2 separate regions of the Rattus norvegicus genome follow, and region 1 is linked to region 2. Evidence: chromatin contacts called from public Hi-C data. All regions are on one chromosome and are shown on one strand. Each heading gives the region's core, a stretch centred on a gene start, on an enhancer-like site or on the middle of the called end of the contact. The rest is flanking DNA. Distances are from core to core; before and after follow the strand shown.

Region 1 (4,813 bases), core at 114-2,613, 61 kb before region 2:
GGGAAATATTTCTTATTTTTTGTCACTTACTCTGTCCCATCTTAGACAAGTGTCTATATATATTTTTTTAAAGGTTTATTTATTTTATTTATACAAGTACACTGTCCCTCTCTTCCGACACACCAGAAGAAGGCACTGGGTCCCATTATAGATGGCTCTTAACCACTGAGCCATCTCTCCAGCCCAGGAGTCTACATTTTAACCCTGGAATTTCATCATCTTCTACTCTCATAAACCCTCCAATCCTCCTCCTGTTGGGAGAAGTCATCTGTCAAACATCACCCGCTCCCTGAATCCTTTTTAATTTTCTTAGTCACAGTGAACTCTCTTCTCTCTTCTCCCAGATTCTCATAGGACTTTGAGGTTTTGTTTTTTATTTACTTTTTAAATTTTATTTCGTTTTATTTTTGGCTGAAGTTAACCCAGCCAAAAAAAAAATATTTCTGTTCACTCAAATGTCTCATCTATCAACTAGAAGTCATTTTGCTTTTACTGATTGGCCCCTGAGTGTCAAGAAGGTAGGCCTACATACAGCAGCACAGCCTTACCTAGAAACTTCTCATGTCTCAAAAAAGCGTCTTACTCTGAGGGTCTGTGGCAGGAGAGGGTGTTATTGGGACGGGGTGGAAACTGGAAGCAAGTAACTTAGGGATCATTCACTACTGTGTTCAATACTGTTCAAGGCAGTCATCTAAACCACGAGCTTTTCGCTACCTGCTGTTCACCGGCGGAGAAATGGCACCAAGAGAGTTAACAGATAAGTCTTTGACTCTCCTATATTTTCTTTTCTTTTCTCGTCTTTTCTTTTCTTTTCTTCTCTTTTCCTTTCTTTTCTTTCTTCCTTCCTTCCTTTCTTTTCTTTCTTTTGTATTTTGTTTAATAGATGATTATTGAAGAATAATAGTAAACAAACCTGCAAATTCTCTTGAAGTTGTCACAGAAGGAACAGAACTACAACAACGACGACGATGACGACAACAAAAATACAATTTCTCCCAGTCTTCAATCTCAACTTCCACCCCTCCTCCAGTAGTTTCGATCTAGACATACACACTTATTCAGCCAGTTGCAATTTAGCCTAGGGCGGAGTGTCCAAGTTTAAGTTCCTCTTGCTATCGGGTAACTCCGGGTCTTTTTGGTTTCTATAGCTAAAGGGGATGCTGGTAAATCTGGGACGTGGTTGCCTAAGTGGACTAGTCCTCCCCTCATTTGACCAGTGCCTGCAACCTGGTCCCTTTAAGAGACCAGAATTGCGTCCGGCGTCGCAGCCCTAAAGGGATCCTCTCCTGTGCTCCTCCCCTGTCCGCGCGGTGAATGGTTCGCGCCGGCCTATATTAACCCGAGATCTTCCTCTCGGACAGCAATGATGTGAGGCGAGCGAGTCGGCTACCGCGCGCACGACCACAGAGGGCGCGCTGCAGATCGCGGAGAACCCCGAAGCGGAGCCGGACACCCCCGGAGGGAAGCAATGAGGTAGCGGCAGTCCCCGGAGCGGACGATGTGCGCGTCCTGCCCTCGGAACCCCGCGCTACCCTGGCCGAGCCGGCGGAGCGCGAGTCTCCGGCGTCCCCTCGGATCGAGGATGCAGTGAGCTGCGGGACTGCTGTGCTTGGCCCGCCGCGGCCAGCCAGACCTCTCGGACCGCACTTGGGGCAAGCTGCTCATTCCCGGACCAGCCCAGCCAAGGGGCTCGCCCTCTCCGGCACCCACTGGGGGTGGGGAGCACCGGCCCCTGGGCGCACTGCTGTAGTTTCCGCGGCTCCTGGCCCTGGCCCAAGACTTGTGTGTGTGTCACGTTCGCTGAAGAAGAGTTCCAGCTTATTCTCTCACCATCCCGGTTGTTTTGGCCGAGCCCTCCCCCTCTATTTATTTGCACGCACTCATTTGGTCTTTTTCTAACATATTTTCCGTTCTGCTCTCTTATTTCGTTGCTTGTATGAGACTTTTGTCCTAGTCTTCCTCATCTAAGCTTCTGTAATATTTTCTCTCACTCCCCCTCCCCTTGTGTGTATACGCCTCTCTTTTGCACACTCGAAGCTGAATATTTTTTTTTCTTTCTTTCTAAGATTGTACCCCAGCCCCTGCGGGGTTCCCAAGCACTATCTGGCCTCTCCTGCCTCCATCTTCCTGTCCTGGAGGTCCTCCCAGCTCGAGTTTTATTTTTCGAGCTTGCCCGGGCAAAGCGACGCCTGGGTTGGTGGCCCTGCGGGGCTCGTACCCCGCGCTCGGCCACCGCCGCCCAGCCACTCCCGGACGTCCTCCGGAGATGCTGCCGTGGAAGAAGCACAAGTTCGAGCTGCTGGCCGAGGCGCCGCCGCGGCAGGCGTCCAAGCCTAAGGGCTACGCTGTGAGCCTGCACTACTCCGCGCTCAGCTCCCTGGCGAGAGCCTGCCCGGAAGGCGCGCTCAGCCGGGTGGGCAGCATGTTCCGCTCCAAGCGCAAGAAGCTGCACATCACCAGCGAGGACCCCACTTACACTGTGCTCTACCTGGGGAATGCCACCACCATCCAGGCTCGCGGGGACGGTTGTACTGACCTAGCGGTGGGCAAGATCTGGAGCAAGAGTGAGGCCGGCCGTCAAGGGACTAAGATGAAGCTGACCGTGAGTGCGCAAGGCATCCGCATGGTGCATGCCGAGGAACGAGCGCTGCGACGTCCCGGACACCTCTACCTGCTGCACCGCGTCACCTACTGTGTGGCAGACGCGCGGTTGCCCAAAGTCTTCGCCTGGGTGTACCGGCATGAGCTGAAGCACAAGGCGGTAATGCTACGCTGCCACGCGGTGCTGGTGTCCAAGCCGGAGAAGGCTCAGGCCATGGCCCTGCTGCTCTACCAGACGTCAGCCAACGCTCTGGCAGAGTTTAAACGTCTCAAGCGGCGGGATGATGCACGTCACCAGCAGCAGGAGTTGGTGGGCGCACACACCATCCCCTTAGTGCCGCTGCGCAAGCTGCTCTTGCACGGACCTTGCTGCTACAAGCCGCCAGTGGAGCGTAGCCGCAGCGCTCCCAAGCTGGGCTCCATCACCGAGGACCTGCTTGGGGAACAGCAGGAGGAGGAGCTGCAGGAAGAAGAAGAAGAGGAGCACCTCGAGGGCTGCCTGGAGGAGGAGGAGGAGGAGGAGGAAGAAGAAGAGGACCGCGTGGGGGATGGGGATCCAGCAGAGGAAGAGGCTGAGACGCAGAGGGCGCTGGTGGTGGCCATGCAGTTGGAATGTGAGGACTTGCTGGACCCGCTGGAAAATGGCCACGAGGAGGCGTTGGGGGACGGTGGGGTCTCTCTGGGCCCCAGCTCCGGGACACCACTTCCTCTGTCAGGCTGTGCTTCAGACATGAAGGCCCAACTGTCACAGCTTATTAGTGACCTGGGTGACCTTAGCTTTGGCAATGACGTGAGCACCCTGGAGTCCGACTTAAGGGTGACACGCCTGTTGTCGGGCGAGAGCACAGGCAGCGAGAGCTCCATCGAGGGTGGAGGCCTGGACGCCACCTCGGCCAGCCCTGGCAACCCATCCGGCCCTGCTGACAGCACCAGCCTAGATGAGCCCTACTCAAGCTAAGCTACCAGAAGACTTCTCCGTGCGCTCACTCCCCCCAGCCCTCCACATACACACAGTGGTTCCCCAACAGTAGTTCTATTCCCCTTAAACTCCAGGAAAGGGAAAATGATGCACTTGAGGCCCTGGGTTTGGAGTTTCCTGGAGAGCTATTCTCTCTCCAGTTACCCCAGCGCTTTTGGCTCTGAGGTGGCTCAGGTTGTGAGCCGGGAGATGGGGGGCGGGGAAGAAGCACTACAAAGGAAAGAGATAGGCTTTCCAGGGTGGGTGAGGGAAAGCGGGCTGAAGCTGGAAAAGGCCAAGGGCGGGCTGGAGGTGCCCAGCAGCCGGTTTCCTGTTTGTGAGGCAGCTGGGGCTTGGGAAGGAGGGGTTAACTTCCTCTCCAGACCCCCTGACTGGAAGGCCTCTCTCTGTCTTCAATATCTCATTAACAAAGTCACTTTCATAATGTTGAGGCTTTAATGCCGCTTACCTGCCCCCAGTTCTTTTGGATATGAGAGCTTGGGCTGTTTACCTCAGACTCAAACTCTTGAAAGTATGCCAAATTTCTCAGATAACTCTTTTATGGGGGGCGGAGGGCGGGGTATGAAAGTTGTGTTTTGTTTACAGTTAAAGAAATCTAATATCTAAGACACACACACACACACAAAAGGAATTTTCCTTTAGAAATACACACCTTCCTCATGCCCCAAAGCTCCTACTCCATGATGCTATGTAAAATATTTTTGCACCGTTGTGAAGTATTTTTGACTTTTTTTTTTTGTACATATATCTGTGTTCTTGGAGCCGAATGTTTATATTTCTTTTGCTGTGCAAAAGATAACCTGTAAAATGTTGTTCGGTTGTATATATGGAAATGTGTATAAAACATTTTGTTATTTTTTTTGAGCAGCACTGTTTCGGTTCTGTTTGCATGTCAGCGGGGTGAGAATAAAGAGGAAAAGCTGTCAGAACAGGCGAGCCTCTGGAAATGCTACCCCAGATGATTGGTGGTGAGGTGGGGGTGGGAGGGAACGGGGGTTGTGCCTCCAGTCTTAGTGTGGTCCTGCTGCGGCTTGGAGAGCTCAGGAGAAGGTGAAACCATGCTACCCTCTAGAGTGTTTTGGGATCAGACAACTCCGGGTGCTGTACCTGTGGCCAGCCTTCTGTCTGTTCCGCATTCCCATTGCTTGTGGGCGATGTTACTTGCTTGTTTCTGAGACCAGAGCACTGACTGGCTGGGAACTCCATAATGGAGACCAGGCTGGTCTGCTTACT
Region 2 (4,924 bases), core at 22-2,521:
GATGAATAAGCCAAAGGGACCTGAATTCCGAGGGTGTTAGAACATTTGCGGCGGCTGGAAATACTTAACTGGGGAGGGATTAGCGACCGTAGCTAATTTATAAAGCAGAGATTCCTTTCTACGGTCTGCTTGTTCTTGGCTGCTCAGATCACCTGATCTCCCTCTGAGGTAGCTTCTTCTGTGATGAGCATCTGCCAGGGGAACAGGATGACCCACGGGCACAGGAGGTTCCCCTCGAGAAAAGGAGAAGGGGCATTCTGTGGGATGGAGGAGTCAGGGTGGTGTGTTTGGGACCCGTGGCCAGATAAGGGACTTACAGCCTTGGCTTTGTCACAGTTTCAGTAACATGAGGGCTGGTCTATGCAGTCCCCTGTGTTTTTCCCATCCCTTTGTCCCACAGCAGGAAGTCTGACGGAGATGAAGATGTCAAGAAATCCCTTGCTTCCCACGGATCCCAGTGCCTTGATGCGGAACAGAGCGACTCAGCCTTCTGGAGCCAGAGTTCCAAAGTCAGCTCAGAGGCACCCGGGGAAACAATTAGCCTCAGCCCCACCTTCTCCCAATTGGCCCTGATTTTACAGCCACTAATAAGGCTGCTCGAGTTCCTAGTCGCCTGGGAAAGGAAGCAACAGAAGTGTTTTCCACAAGGTGATTTGAACTAAGTCTCACAGCAAAGCCGAGATAACCGCGCAGAAGCCAGCCAGGCCAAGATGCCGTCGGAGGTTCTCGATCTGCGCTCATCACCCAACAGGAGGATGCCTGTTCCAACCCAGTGTCTAGAGTCTGCCGTGCGTGCACAGACTGAAGACAGTCAGCTCTGCCGGGGACCTTGCCTGGAGGAGTGGCTCCTGGCCCCTGCCCCTTATGGGGAGGAATGAACTGTGTGACCTGGTCCTCTGTCCCAGGCTGTGATCTTTGTGGTGCCAATGGTGAGCCCGGCGCTGAGACGACATTAGGGTGTTCCAGCCACTTGGCCACACTTTGAAAGAACTTTATTTTTCTGCCCTCTCTGGCAGATTCTGGCTGCTGCAGACTCCCTACCCCAGCCTGTAGCTTTGGGTCCAGCTGGGTCAGTTTTACAGCCAGCAGAGGGATCTGTTATGACCGGGCACCAACAACTGAAGGTCGTTGGTCTTTTTATGTAGAGCCAAATGCAAACTGTTTTCTTGTCCTTTTTTTTTTTTCTCTTTCCTTTTTGTCTTTAGAGTGATGTGTGTTAGATCCAGTCCGGTGCTCTCATCTCACAGGACTGGAACGGGTCAGATGGACTTGCTCAGGGTGACTGAGCAGGCAGAAGGGCACCCAGAAGAATCCAGAGCTCTGAGTCCCAGGCTATTCATCCATGGTGACAGCCGAAGCTAAAAGTTCAAGCCCTTGCAGGGCTGCTTGTCCCCAGCCGATGGCAGACATCAGATGCTCTGCAGGGAAGCAGTGGCCTCCTCCTGTTGCTCTGCAGGATGCTAGACCAGGACCAGGGCTCTCTGGGCACCCTGCTCTGGGCTTTCATCCTGGCTTTGCTGCTGCTTTGCTCTGCCAACGAGAACAGGTCCCTGTCACTTAGTTACCGACTTTAGGAGAAAGAAACATGGGCAGTGAGACTAAAGCACCCTTCCCTTCCCTTCCCTTCGGGATAGTCTACAGGGGGATTATCCCAGTAGAACAGTCCAAAAGATCCCTGCCCTGAACCTCATCTTCACCATCCTCGGGTCCTAGGGTCCGTGTCTACAAAGACTTCCTGGGAAAACAAAACCAGCAAGAACAACCAATCTGGGGAGTGCTCTGCAGAAACAGCAAAACAATAACAACAACAACAACAAAAACCCCCTTCAAACGACATTTATTTAAAAATTACAAAGTATGGGCTGGGGATTTAGCTCAGCGGTAGAGCGCTTGCCTAGCAAGCACAAGGCCCTGGGTTCGGTCCTCAGCTCCGGAAAAAAAAAATTATAAAGTATGTCCTTGGTTGTAAAAAAAAGATCTCTCTCTCTCTCTCTCTCTCTCTCTCTCTCTCTCTCTCTCTCTCTCTCTCGTCTCTCTGTCTCTCTGTCTCTCTCTTTCCCTCTCTGGGAGTGGTAGAATAAGCCTGAAATCCCAGCTACTCAGGAGGATTGCAAGTTGAAAACCAGCCTGAGGAACTCATTGAGACCCTGTCTCAGAGTAACAGAAGCAGAAGGAAATGCTGTACATCAGCAGACTGGAGCTTCTACACTTGCCTGCCCCGAACTTTATCCCCAGCACAAGAAAAAGAAAATGCTTTAACCTCCTAACAGTGAAACTTGTCTTTTTATCTGTTTCCAAAACTTTTACATTCTCCCTCCTACCCCTTCTTCCTTTTACCTTATATACACAGATAAAAGTTTTAAAAAAAGGTTTATTTGTGTTATTTATTAGAGTACACCGTAGCTGTTTTTAGACACACCAGAAGAGGACATCGGATCCCATTACAGACAGCTGTGAGCCACTAGGTGGTTGATGGGATTTGAACTCAGGACCTCTGGAAGAGCAGTCCAAAGTGCTCTTAACCGCTGAGCCATCTATCCAGCCCCATATACAATTTTTAAAGCAGGAAAAAAATTTTAAAAAACCTTCAAGCCTAAAATTTAAAAATAAATAAAAAAGAAAGAAACCTTTCTAAACCCAGAATGTTTTGTGCTCTTTTAAGAACTTCTCCAGCATCTGCTGTCTGATAAGTTCTTATTACAACCCCCCAGAATGGCTACTGGATTTGGACTCTATTCACGTGGGGATACAGAGTTGATTGAGTAGAAAGCTAAGTTGAGAGCCCAGTCATGAACCAGGCTTCTGGCTTCATCCATCAATGGCCTGTTCCCAAGAGCCACATGGACAACAGCAACCAAGGATGATGAAGTAGAAGAGGGCTAGACTCTGGCCTCATCCAGAGAGGTCCCTGATGACTGGACCAGGGCTTTGTAAAGCAGGACTTGTCTCTTGAGCTCCCAAGTAAGATCTGAGTGGACTCATTTGAGAGGTGTGGAGGGTAGGAGGAGGGTCAAGGTACCAGGAGCAGATGGGACATCACGTTCCCCACTGAAGAGCCACAGTTGGGAAACCAGAGACTTTCCCTAGTGTAGGCTCTCTCTGCCAGGGCTGTGTGCCACAAGAATCAGAGGGTATCTGTTGTGGAAATGATTTAATCCTGACCCAGGGTTTCTATACTGTCTTAGATCAATTAGTTCCTGGATAAAAAACACACACAACCTTCATATTCACAATAAGCCTTAAACAGCACAAGAGTTGGACAGCTGCCCACCCTCTATGCTATTAGAATCGACTTTCCTCTTGATAACCCTGAGTTATTACTTAACTGTGTTTCATCTGTGCTGCTCTTAACTCCAATTGGCCAGCCCTCAGGGCCGTGTTCTCCTGACTACTAACCCATGGCAGCTTATCAACTTCCTCTTCTTCCTTCTCCTCTTCTTCCTCCTCACCTTCTTTTTTCTCCTTGTGGTCCTCCTCTGACCCCAAGTCCGGGAAACCTAAACCCCACCTATGTCTCTTCTGCCCAGCTATTGGCTGTTGGCATCTTTATTTACCAACCAGAAATAACTGTGGGGCAGGGTCACAGGTCTACGTGCAGACTCCAGGTCTTGGGGGCCTTCCCTTAGCATTAGACTACAAGCAGCCTCAGGCCAACCCACTATAGGCATCAACACTTACTGGCATGTGCAGCTGTCTTAACACCCCAACCACCCCTTGTTAGAACTCCGGCAGCTCTGAGAAGCATGAAGACCTGGTGGTTCTGCTTTACGAGAACTTGGCCAGGAGTTGAGGGCCAGTGCACAGGGTGACCTACACAGCAAAGAGCTAAGGGCTCAGATGTTGATGACGTGTGGGCTTGACCTGAGAGCCACAGCGTGGGTGAAGTAAAACCTCACAAAGATGAGAGCACAGTTGTCATATCCCTTCACATCTTACTTCCTCCAGATATGGAGTATGTTCTCTTCAGCCCCCGTCCCAGTGTTCTAACGCATGCACAGTGGCTATGTCATGGTGCCTTGAGAGATGTCACTAAGAGAGGCCAGTGAAGGTGTTCCTGGCCAAGAGAATGAAGATACAGCCTTTCCCAGAACAAGGAGTTTGCACGGTCACTGGATGGATGGAATGAGGAGTGTGGTGTGGAAAAGGTGTTCAAACAGAGGCAACTGGTAAAGTTGCAGTCCATTGGGGGTGCTCGTGGCTCTACCCCTGCTGCCTTTGTTATGGGAGCGTGGAGTGAGAAGGAGTTGGGAAACCAAAGCAGAGCCCAGCACCAGAGAGTCTGCTGTTTCCTTGGAATTAGCCTTCATGTGGTCTTCACTCACAAACCAGCATCCACTGGGTACCTAGATTCTAATGCACTGAGCTCCCTGGGGATCCTGTTGTAAAATGCATATTCCAAGGTTCTCCAGAGATTCTGGTTTGGTGGTCTGGGGTGAGGTCTGAGCATCGGTGTGTAACCATGCTTCCCGGATGCTTCTGATGCCCGTGGCTCATGGACCACATTTGAGAACCACTTCTCTGAAGCTTAGCTGGACCTGCCTATGGAGAGGTGTAGCATAGATAGGCTAAACAGAGGTTGCCTGTTGATTAGCAAGCAGCATCCTTCTTATTCCCAGGTGCAATAGCGCCCTCTTGGTCTCAGTTGCTCCTGAGGGGTCTTGTTTCTGCCAGTCCCTGAGAAAGAGCAGTCTGTATTTTCTCAGTGTTCAGTTTGGGATGACAAATCGCTTCCCACGGTTGGTTACCTGGAGCCATGATGTCCTGTGGTTCCAGCAGTCAGTCCTTTAAACGGTTTCCCCAAACTGAACCATGACAAGGCCTCAGCACTTTACGTTTGCTTTGTATACAAACTAGGCACCTGTCATGCTTTGAACATGCTTGGCCCAGAGAGTGACACTATGTGGAGGTGTAGCCTTGTTGGAAT

Evidence for each region. A called contact is a pair of places that touch in the nucleus more often than the background predicts.
Region 1: a Hi-C map of kidney shows a contact between it and region 2, with 3 times the contacts expected there. The contact joins the promoter of Fam43a here to the enhancer-like site in region 2. A contact is called at or near these places in 7 of 12 Hi-C or Micro-C datasets (the A7r5 cell line, the Rat2 cell line, Schwann cells and 4 more).

Annotation. Positions count from the first base shown.
Region 1 is chr11:83,632,863-83,637,675 of GRCr8, reverse strand. It overlaps Fam43a (family with sequence similarity 43, member A), which reads left to right and starts at 1,363. Exons shown (of 1, transcript NM_001039002.2): 1 at 1,363-4,511. The coding sequence starts at 2,267. The coding sequence ends at 3,559.
Region 2 is chr11:83,571,163-83,576,086 of GRCr8, reverse strand. No RefSeq gene overlaps it. Among named protein-coding and RNA genes, the nearest start is that of Fam43a, 63 kb to the left of the region's middle. Within about 2 kb of position 1,271, at least 9 of the 93 cell types and tissues checked have an H3K27ac peak or open chromatin away from gene starts, as enhancers often do. A contact at or near this core is called in kidney, where this site is marked.